2 separate regions of the Oryzias latipes genome follow, and region 1 is linked to region 2. A link is a contact called in public Hi-C data. All regions are on one chromosome and are shown on one strand. The core of a region is the stretch at or near the end of the contact, and the rest is flanking DNA. Distances in the headings are between cores, read along the strand shown.

What was found. A called contact is a pair of places that touch in the nucleus more often than the background predicts.
Region 1: a contact with region 2 is called in a Hi-C map of fibroblasts, with 1.8 times the contacts expected there. The contact joins the enhancer-like site here to the promoter of ndfip1 in region 2. A contact is called at or near these places in 2 of 5 Hi-C or Micro-C datasets (embryo and fibroblasts).

Annotation. Positions count from the first base shown.
Region 1 is chr14:6,790,140-6,795,213 of ASM223467v1, reverse strand. No RefSeq gene overlaps it. Among protein-coding and RNA genes, the nearest start is that of spry4, 24 kb to the right of the region's middle. Within about 2 kb of position 1,888, at least 3 of the 8 cell types and tissues checked have an H3K27ac peak or open chromatin away from gene starts, as enhancers often do.
Region 2 is chr14:6,699,688-6,704,994 of ASM223467v1, reverse strand. ndfip1 (NEDD4 family-interacting protein 1) reads right to left here and starts at 2,875. Exons shown (of 7, transcript XM_004076117.4): 1 at 2,587-2,875; 2 at 1,384-1,468; 3 at 1,043-1,173. The coding sequence starts at 2,616.

The sequences.
Region 1 (5,074 bases), core at 639-3,138, 91 kb before region 2:
AGTCACCCTCTGCTGTCTGAACTTGTGAGGCTGCATCATTTTTTTTATCCAACTTTAAAACAAACGTTTCTTTTTACAACTGTTCTCTTCTGCATCTGTTGTTTGCCTTCGTCCAAATCCACGGTAATTCCAAAAAGCACACACACGTCAACCTACCTCCGTATAGTTTGTGTCACACTCCTTCCTTAATCAATCCATCTCTCCCACTTTCTCCCTCTTTTGCTATGAAGGACACAAGGGCCTCTGGAGATCCTGTCCCTCAGGAAGAAAGAAAGCACCCTCCTCCCTCCTGTTTTTTCATAACCTATTATTTATGTCTGACAGACCTCCTCCAGACAAATGGCTGCCATATGGAGAAAAAAAAAGGACAAAAAAGCAGAAGGAAGGAAAGACGAGGGGAAAAAATCTCAGTATCTTCTTTCGTACTCTTGAGTTTCAAGGTTTTTTTAGAACGATTAAAATGTCTTTTTTTTTTTTTTTATTCACAATGCGTTTTGGCCAGTGTTAATGTTTCCAGCTTGATGGCTTCGTTCCTTTTCCTGGCACAAGAAATGAGCATGTTCGAGTGGCTCGCTGTCTAATCGTCTTGATGGAGATATCAAAAACAGTGGCTGATTGTAAAGAGATGTGCAGCCTGTGTGGTATGTCAGCCATGACCTCATTCACAATGTCTCTGCGGTCGACACAAACACTTCTCTGCCACATACTGTATGTAAAAAGCTTGGAATGCTGCGTAATGCAGCTTCAAGGAATCGCTCAGTTTATTTCAGATCTAGCAAAGATTAATCAAACAAAAGATAGTCTTTTTTTTATCAGTGACTGAAGGATAGTTGAAGAACAGGTGGTCAAAAATCACATTTCAGTAGAAAAGGAATCTGTCAAACGTAATCAGAATTTTATATTGTCTTTATCTGAAATGCTTGCTATGAGGAGCTTAGATGGATAGAACTTTAACTGATCCCACAACAGGGAAATTGCTTTGTTATAAACTCAGAAACAACAGAGAATAATAAAGAAAAACGGAAATAAACTGACAATAAATAGCACTAAAATACGGGGGGGGGGGGGGGGGGGGGGTACTCGTTTTTCTCATCCTTCTTTTCTCTTTTAATAGACTTGACCTCTTGTATGTCATCTGTCTGAATGGAAAGAAAAATAAGGGGGAGGCACTGGTTTAATTTTACATCAGGATCTGGCTGATTTCAACTCTTACACTCTACTTGGGTTATTTCTTCAACCTAATCTTTGGTTTATTCATGTTGGGATATATTTTTGGGTTACTTTTTGGAGCAATACTCATTATTTGGGTTATAGTGGTTTAATTTTAACCCTATACATGTTTTTTTACTGAGTTGTTTATTTTTCTTTCCTGCGTTGAAATTACCCACAGAGTGGGGTTAAAAACAACACAACTTATTTTTAACTATGGATTTTTTAGTTTGTATTGACCCACATGTTTTCAAACCATTCCAATTAGATGCTGGCTCTGTGATGTTACATGTTACACGTTTTTAGTATTTTATTTATCTGTTACAAACTGCATACTCAGAGAAAACTAATGCAGAATGTGAAACAACTTTTTGTGATTAGAATTTTTTTTGACTTATTTGTTTTTGCTTTTTTGTTACGTAAATAGACCAGGTAATTGCATTTTATTGCATTTTTTATTTTAATGTTGGTCTATTGCCTTGCCCTCTTTTTAAGATTTGACCTTGTTTAACTCCTTTGGTCTTCCTTTCTCATATTAGTCCTTTTTCAGTTGTTCCCTTTTTTCTCTCTTTCTTTGGAGTCCCTCTTCCTGCCAGAATTAAAGTGTAGCTCATTTCTGGCCCCTGAGGGAGCAGCTGGCCCACTAATCCCTATTGGGGCCTTCTACTCCTCCTTTTCCACCCATTCCCCCTCCGTGACTCTCTCTTCCTTCCTTCCTCCCAGTGTCCCTTGTGTAATAGCTCCCACGTTCCCGCCGGACAAAACACAACCTCTGTGTCCTCTCTTTTTTTCTATCCCTCTTCTCCATGCAAAACCCCCACACTTATTACTCTCTAAAGTAAAACAACATTTAATGTATTTGAATTTTATTTTTTTTTGGCTTCCTATGGGCCAAAACAGAATAGGTTATGGCTAACCAGCTGCACATTTGCTACAGGAGGATGAACTAAGCTGAAAAAGTCAGGGTTGTTCTTCAGCTCCTCACACCTCAACCTCTGTGTCCTCAAACACCCACACAAGCTCCAGTTTGCCCTCTTTCCCCTGTCAGATACAGGGAATTATCAGTTTCAGGTAAAAGCTCCAGAGAACTTTTTTTATTGTCGTGCATAAAACAGCTCGTTCAGAATTCTGAAATGAATTTATACATAAAAAAGAGGGAATGTAAACATTTTTTTTCCTTCCAGGTCTCACTATTGAGACCTTGTCAAAAAAGGTTGGTGGTTCAGCTGCTTGAATGTACAATTTAAACGTCATAAAGAAAAAAACTACTTTATATGCCTTACATTCCTTTTTTTTTACATGAGTTTGATAGAATTAAGCCTCTTTGTAAAGATGAAGACCAAAAGTAGTCAACATTGTGCTGTGTGGCCTCCGCCTAAGTTTATCTTGGATAGTCTCTTTTTTCTGCGAGTGCTTACCTGAATTTTGGTGCAGATAAAACAAGCAAACTCTGCTTTCCTGAAGACGAGGGCCTTTGGTGTACTTGGAAGTGAACCCTGGTGCTGTGCAGCCTCAGTGTGAATGCACTCAGACTTTGCAGTGAAACAAAGCGAGTAAACAAAGCAAACTCATTGTAATTTAACTAAAAAACTCTGAACATCTCAAATCTGAGGCACAAATTATAAATATTCTTGTCAGCTCTGTAAGGTTAGAAGGTGAAGACACTTTACAACACACGCTAGAGGACTTAGGCCTGAGTCACAGGGGGTTGACCCATAAAGGTGCTGCAGGTTTTGGGTTGTCTGGGCCCTTGAAGGGTCATATAGAGGAGGGGCTCCATTTTAAGAGGAGCACAGGAGTGTCTTGCAGTTTCCTTGAGGCTAATGCCGTACACTTAAGGAACATCATGGAATTGGAAAGTACCATTGTTCTGCATGTGGTAAGTGTATCGTGAAGCCTTTGCAAGGGTAATTTAAGTTACATGCACTTATTACGTACGGGTGACGCTATCATACAGTGCCCTAACCAGGCACTCTTGTCGTTAATAAGATGCATGTAATGACTCCTTATCGACCTTTAGCGAAAGCGGCACACTCAGGGTTTGCAGGTGATATGTAGGACAACCGTAGGCTGCCCAAGAAAAGGAAAAAGCCATACGACGTACCTGTGTCTCACACCCTTATTTATCTTATGTGTTGTTTTAGTGTTCGTAACGACCTGTCATCTGCAGAATGCCCTTAGGAAAAATGTGCATGAGCATTTTCTGTCTACAGACACACAAAGATGTTAAAATTTGCCCGCAGATGGCCCGTATCCACCCGTAAGAGCAGTTGAGGCATTACAAGAGCACAGGTTTTCTTCTTCATGTCTTCATCTCTTTTGTTATATAACAACCACATGAAAGAGCAGCCGTTGTACCTCCCTGAACTTTTCCAGGTTTTTTGAGCAACTTAATTTTCCGAATCACTCTCAAAACTGGGATTGTCCAAAGTTTTTGCAAAGAAGGCCAGATTTGGTGTGGTAAAAATGTTTGAGGGCTAACCAATCGGCCTGACATTCTGTAGCCCTTGTGCTATCCTAGGCACTTTAACATTGGGAGTTGGGTCATCTAGACCCACTAGACAGTGCGCTGAACCTTTTTTCTTCATCTTCATTAGCTGCGTTTACATGGACAAAAGTAATCGGAAAGAACGCCTGATCGGAAGAAAAATGTGTCATGTAAACACGGCGTTCAGAATACTCTGCCCCGATCAGACTCGTTCAGATCCGATCGAGATGGGTGGGTTATGCCGATTGATGATCGTGTTGCATGTAAATGGTTCGTTCCGATCGTGTGTCACTACTGCTCTGGTTTACGTCATGCATAGACTGTGCGATGCTCCAGAGAAAGCTTAGGAGCTCATGCAGGACAGACCGGCTGCTCCGCGCGAGGGAACCGTGTCTCTGAGCAGAGCAGCCGGAGTGATAGCTTTGTGTTTTCGGACGGGGGGGGGGGTTGGTACGTATGCGCTCCGAGGGGGAAGCTTCCGACTCGCCGCTCTGGGTTAGCGGCTGCCGGACTCAGGAGAACTGTGTGTCCGAGCCAGGCTGTCAGCTCACACACAGCGGCTTTGTGGGCAGTGTGTTAGCTTTTCAAAGCAGAAATGCCGCTCAGTCCTTAGAAACCGTTCAATCACGTCATTTGTGTTTCCAGTCGTGTCCCGACTAAATAAAGGCTGCTGTTATTCCCACATATCTATGTGCAGCCAAGATGCAGATTGCGACATTTCCCGCATGGATTTTATGTTTTTTAAACAAGGCTAATGTTGTTAGCGCGTGTTAGCCTTCTCCTAACCCTGGCTTCTTCCAGCTCCGTTCTTCCACAAAGAAAACACTGACCACACGGATTAAAAATAAAATGATGAGCGAACAGGCGCTTCATGATATTCATAACAATAATAAAATTATTGTTTTGTTGCAATGACATACTTTTCCTTTTTTTTTTTTACATAAAAACGGATACATCTAAAAACGTTTTTACCAATATTATGCCTCTTGACATTGAACTTCTTGAAAACACCCAGTCTGTTGTCATATTGTGTTATATTTGTATTATGTGTTTGTGTTGTGTTTGAGTCGTGTGCTATATAAATAAAGTTTGATTTCATATCAGGCAGACACAGTTTTTACAATTAAAGCAAATAAGGCCAAAAAAGACAGTAAACATTATTAGCATACTACTGTTTACTCTTAATCCATGAATAAAAATCTTTCACTTTTTTCACGCCAGTATTCGTGGATCTTGTTCATCGCAAGTACAATGAATTTTATAAGTTTGTCCTGTCAAACTTCAGAATTATAGAAACGTTCAGAATGTTGTCGACATTCTTGAAATGATTTTTTATTTCACAAAAATTGTGTTCGTTTTCATAGACATGTTTTTGGA
Region 2 (5,307 bases), core at 1,626-4,125:
CTCTCTGTGCTGAGGCTGCTGGCGAGCGCAGAGCAATGTGTGACAGAGAAACACATCAAAAAGGGTCTGTCTTCTGTCAGGTGTGAAACTTCTGTGTGCTCTTTGATTAGAGAGACATATTCTACCATTCTTTCCTGTTTCAGCTGCAGCTGCTTAAATTCAGCCATATTCTGTTGTAATGTTTGCATCCTTATAAGGATGTTCCTTCATGAACTCTTGGTGGTGTGATGTCAGCTGAGTGACAATGTTTAATTCTGGATTTTGATCATTTCATTCCAACTAAAATACATGTTAATATTAACAAAGTCTATAGACATTTTTTTTCTACCAAGAAAGTCATATTTTGGACTATACTTAAACAAGGTAAAGTCATTTGTACATCAACAGAAAGTGTTTAGTAGGTTTCAGCAAAAGAAAACCATTCTAGTGTCACTGTCTCAGAATTGTGACACCTCAAAAATAGTCTTCCTGTGTCTTTAAAATATTTAAATTAATATTATTACATTCAAAGCTTGTCTACACATTATAGCTGATAATTGATATATTATTTGTCACAAATATAAACCTATAGGGAAGAAAATTTCTTTAGCAGAAAAAAAGAAAACTCATTTTTCTCACAACCATATATGAGCCCTTTTTTCTCCTACAATGTTCTCTGGAAAAATCCTATTATTTGCTTTTCAACATGCAAAAAATGTGTTGTTTCAGCAGATAATTTTTCATAGTCTTGAGTTTCCCTTCAAATTTAAAATGATGCAAATGCAGTGTTTTTTTATTATCTACATTCATGGGAACAAGTAGAAATAAAGAAGTACAAATTTAGAGGGGAAAAAAAAGTTGATGCAGCATTTTTGAACAGAAGACAGAAGCTCTTTCAGGGAATACAAAAGAACACTTCACAGCAGAAAAAACAAACATTTCCTGCCTAGCAGCCACTAAGATAGCTGAAAAAAGCCAACATGTGGCTTCGCATCGCATGCAAATGCTGCACCATTTACAGCGAATGTGACCGGAGAAAAAAAAAAGGAAGAGAAACACTCACTCTGGCGTTCACCAGTGGAGCAGAGGTCTCGGCTTTACTTCTTTCTGCTTCGTCATAGGAAGGTAGTGTAGTTGCTACGTTGTAAGACGGAGGCTTCGGGAAAACGCCATCCTCCTTGTAGTCAAAGAAGGCTACAGAAAAACACAAAGCAACTTGAAACAAATGTTATAATAAACATTCAAAAGTCCTGTACACATGACAGTAACCACATTAAAAACAAATTAAGGATCTAGCTTCTATTGAATAATCCTAATTTATACAGCTGCCTTGTCAAAATAGAACCAGAAATCACAACAAAAATGTTAAGATTACATAAATATGTAGTTAAATTGAGTTTTTACCAGAGTTGTCCAAAGAGATGCTGCTGTATGGAGGCGGTGCGTCTGCTGCTTCCTGTTGACTCTCTTCAGTGTCCTCATTAGGCAGCTGCAAACAAGACAAAACAGCATTCAAGTGTTTGAGCCAAAGATCTGTAATGTAAACAGAACCGAAACTGCTAGAAATTTCCATCCGCCATCAAGGGTCAACATGGCTAAAAACAGGTCATAAACGGTACGGAAAATATGCTTTGGGTACAAAAAAAAGTGACAATTGCAAAGAAAATCTGCATGAAAAACATTTATCTTTTTCTTCTGTGATGAAAGCATAAACGGGATGCTATGTCACAAACATAGACTTCATCCTGTCTTAGGAAAAAAAAAAAATTTAAAGATGAAAATAAAACAATATGTTTGCTTTCACACATAGTTACTTGACATTTTTTTAAGTATGTTTCTAAAAATTGTTAAATAATTAAGCATGTTAGGAAACACCAACAAGTGGAAAACTAAGAAAATATTTACATGTTCAGTAACTATATTTAAAGCCATTTTAGTCTCATATTGTTAATCTATTTGGCAATTTTAGGAAAAGTTGATAGCAGTTTGTCAAATATGCCACAGCTAGCCAAAACGACAAATTTTAGTCCTCTGACCCTAAAAATCAACAATTCTATTGTCATCAGCTGATCGAATAACAGCAAACACAAGACGGTCTTTCCGGTTTAAGTGGTCGATCGGAGCATCATTAGTGTTTTTAAAAGACGAGCGCAGCAAGAATGAGTCATCAGTAATGACAGCGTTTAATCACAATGATAGTCACCATGACAGCTTCTAGATAACATGCAGCAGGGAAACCAACTGAGACAGAGGCTTAGATTGTAATCATAATTCTAGCTGGCCTCGTTAACCTATCCACTCTGATTTTCCACTAACCAGCTGAGCTCAGCTAGCATAAGCATGTGACTATGGCTAATTCGAGAAATACACCACTTACGGTTAAACCGTACAACCCAAAACGTTTTCGACAGGTTACCTTGTTAAGTTAAATTTGGACAAAAAAGGGACTCATTAGGGAAAATGTATTTTTGACAGTCTGACATCCATCTTCGAATTCAGTTAGCACCCACGACGACAACCGGAAACTACTACACACCCATAAGCCATTCCTGCCAACAGATTCACTGTGTAAATGCATCGATAATCGATAACAATATCTTATTATACCTGCTGATATCTGGCGCTTGGCTCCGCCATTCCACTTTAGACGGCTCGGAATAAACAACTGAAGGAGGAATTTCTGACCCTCACACAGAAGAGACAAAATTATATAACGGTAGTCACCGAAAACCCACGATGGCAATCGGCTGCTCTAAGATAACAATGTTCGTCAAGATTTTAACAGTTGGTGATAACCAAACTACTTCCGGTTAGCGGCGTAAATCATACAACAAACATTGAGAACTAAGAGTCAGTATTGCAAAGCTGTTGGCTTTTTTGTGTAACTTTTTGACTTATTCTTTATTTTTCTTTTGCAGTTTTTATTTTTTTTTATTTTAAGAAAGTTTCTCGTAGCAACAAATAAACAAATACATCTTTTTTCTGATCTTATTTTGAATTCTAAGTTGAGTCACTTCCGTTTGTCCTCCAGAGCAATGCTATGTTTGCGAAATTGGTTTATGAGCTTTATAAAAGCCACATTCTAAAAATCTCTACAGCTTTCTTTACAGAAACTACGAAAAAATTAACTGGCATACATATTTATCAGCGTTACATTTTTAAGCCTTAAAAACCTTAAATAATTAAAATATCTTTAAAAATATATTGTACAGTATTTTTAGATATACACATCTGTTCCGATCAAAGTCTCAATCATTCAATGATGTAACATTTCGCATAAATACTTCTGGTTTATGAGTTTAAAGACTTCTGCTGATGGTTTTGTTTTTCAGGGTTTTTTTTTATTTTAGGAGTGGGATGCATTAAACTTTCATTTCATTTATTTATTTGTTCCTTTCATGAAAATTGATGTTCAAATGTTTACATGTTTCTCTTACATATTGAACATTTTCATGATTGGAAGGGAGCAGAATTGAAGAACACAATTCTTATAATTATCTGTTCCCTTTTAAACATTACATTTACATTTCTCACACCATCACCTGTGCTCAGATTTCACAATGTACAGTTCCACTACACAGTAAATACATTCCATTCATTTAATACATACATTCCAAAAATTCCATTCAACAGTCAAGTTTGTACAAACTAATTTGTTTAGCTTTATACATGCGTTTACATTTAATAATATTTTGACAACTTTTTAACTGATTCTCCTGGGAATTCCACATTTTTACCCCTGCAATAGACAAACACTTTTGCTTTAATGTTGTTTGAGCAATCTGTTGTTTGAAATCAAATTTTCTCCTATGATTTTCTTCTCCTGTGGTAAAAATAAAAAGCTTTTGTAGGTCTTCTGGTAAATCTCTGTTTCTGGCTTTAAACATAACTAATAAGGTCTGCAATTCAATTAAATTTTTAAGTTTTAATAAGCCTGACTTAATAAAAAGTTCATTTGTGTGATCTCTAAAATTAGCTTTGTGAATAATTCGAATAGCTCTCTTCTGTAGTAGAATTAAGGGCATTATATTAGTTTCATATGTATTTCCCCACACTTCAATACAATATGTAAAATAAGGTAAAACCAAAGAGCAATATAACATGTGCATAATATGACATGGTAAAACATATTTAGATTTGTTCAGAACAAAAAGGCTCTTGGCTACTTTATTTTTTACATAAAATATATAAGATTTCCATGTTAATTTGTCATCCAACATAACCCCTAAAAATTTAAATTCAGACACCTGTTCTATTTTTATGTTGTCAATGGACAAAGTCACTTCTGTTCTGTTTTTATTACCAAATACCATAAACTTTGTTTTTGTTAGATTCAAAGATAGTTTATTGTAGTCAAACCACATTTTGAGTTTTATCATTTCCATTTCAATACTTTTAGCTAAGGTTTTCAGATTATCCCCAGAACAAAAAAAGTTAGTATCATCAGCAAATAAAACAAACTGTAACAACTTAGAAATATCACAAATATCATTTATATATAAAATAAAAAGTTTAGGTCCTACAATTGAGCCTTGTGGGTGTCCACAAATAATATTCATGAGATCAGACTTCTTACCTCCAAACTGTACATTTTGTTGTCTGTTTTTTAAATAACTGGTGATCCAGTTCAGGGCGATTCCTCTAACCCCATATGCATATAATGTAGAAATCAAGATAGAATGATCTATGGTGTCAAAAGCTTTCTTTAAATCCATGAAAACTCCTATTGTGCATTTCTTTTTGTCAATTGCTGTTGCAATTTCTTCAACTATTTTCATTATAGCCAAATCTGTAGACCTATTAGAACGAAACCCAAACTGATTCTCACCTAACAATTTATTTTTTTCAATAAAGCTGTCTAGTTTGTTAACAAACAACTTTTCAAATACTTTAGAAAATTGAGAAAGTAATGATACTGGTCTGTAATTATTAAAAGTATGTCTGTCTCCATTTTTAAAAAAAGGAATAACTTTAGCTATTTTCATCCTCTCAGGAAAAATTCTTAATTTAAGTGAAAGATTAAAGATATGATGTAGTGGTTTTACAACACAATCTATGATCATTTTTATTAATTTCATGTCAATCCCGTCACTGTCCTTTGAGGTCTTGTTTTTTAGTTTGTATACTGTAGTCAAAATGTCATTTTCAGTCACATCAGATAAATACATAGATTGGGAAATCCAATTTTTATTTTTAATATTACCTTTTGATTGTATATTGCATGTAATATTTTCAACATCTTCTACAAGTATTATTATGAATTGCATCACTTTCTTCACAGTTCATCTTTTTTCTAAGATCTTTTTCTCCAAAAACTGGTCTGTTGAT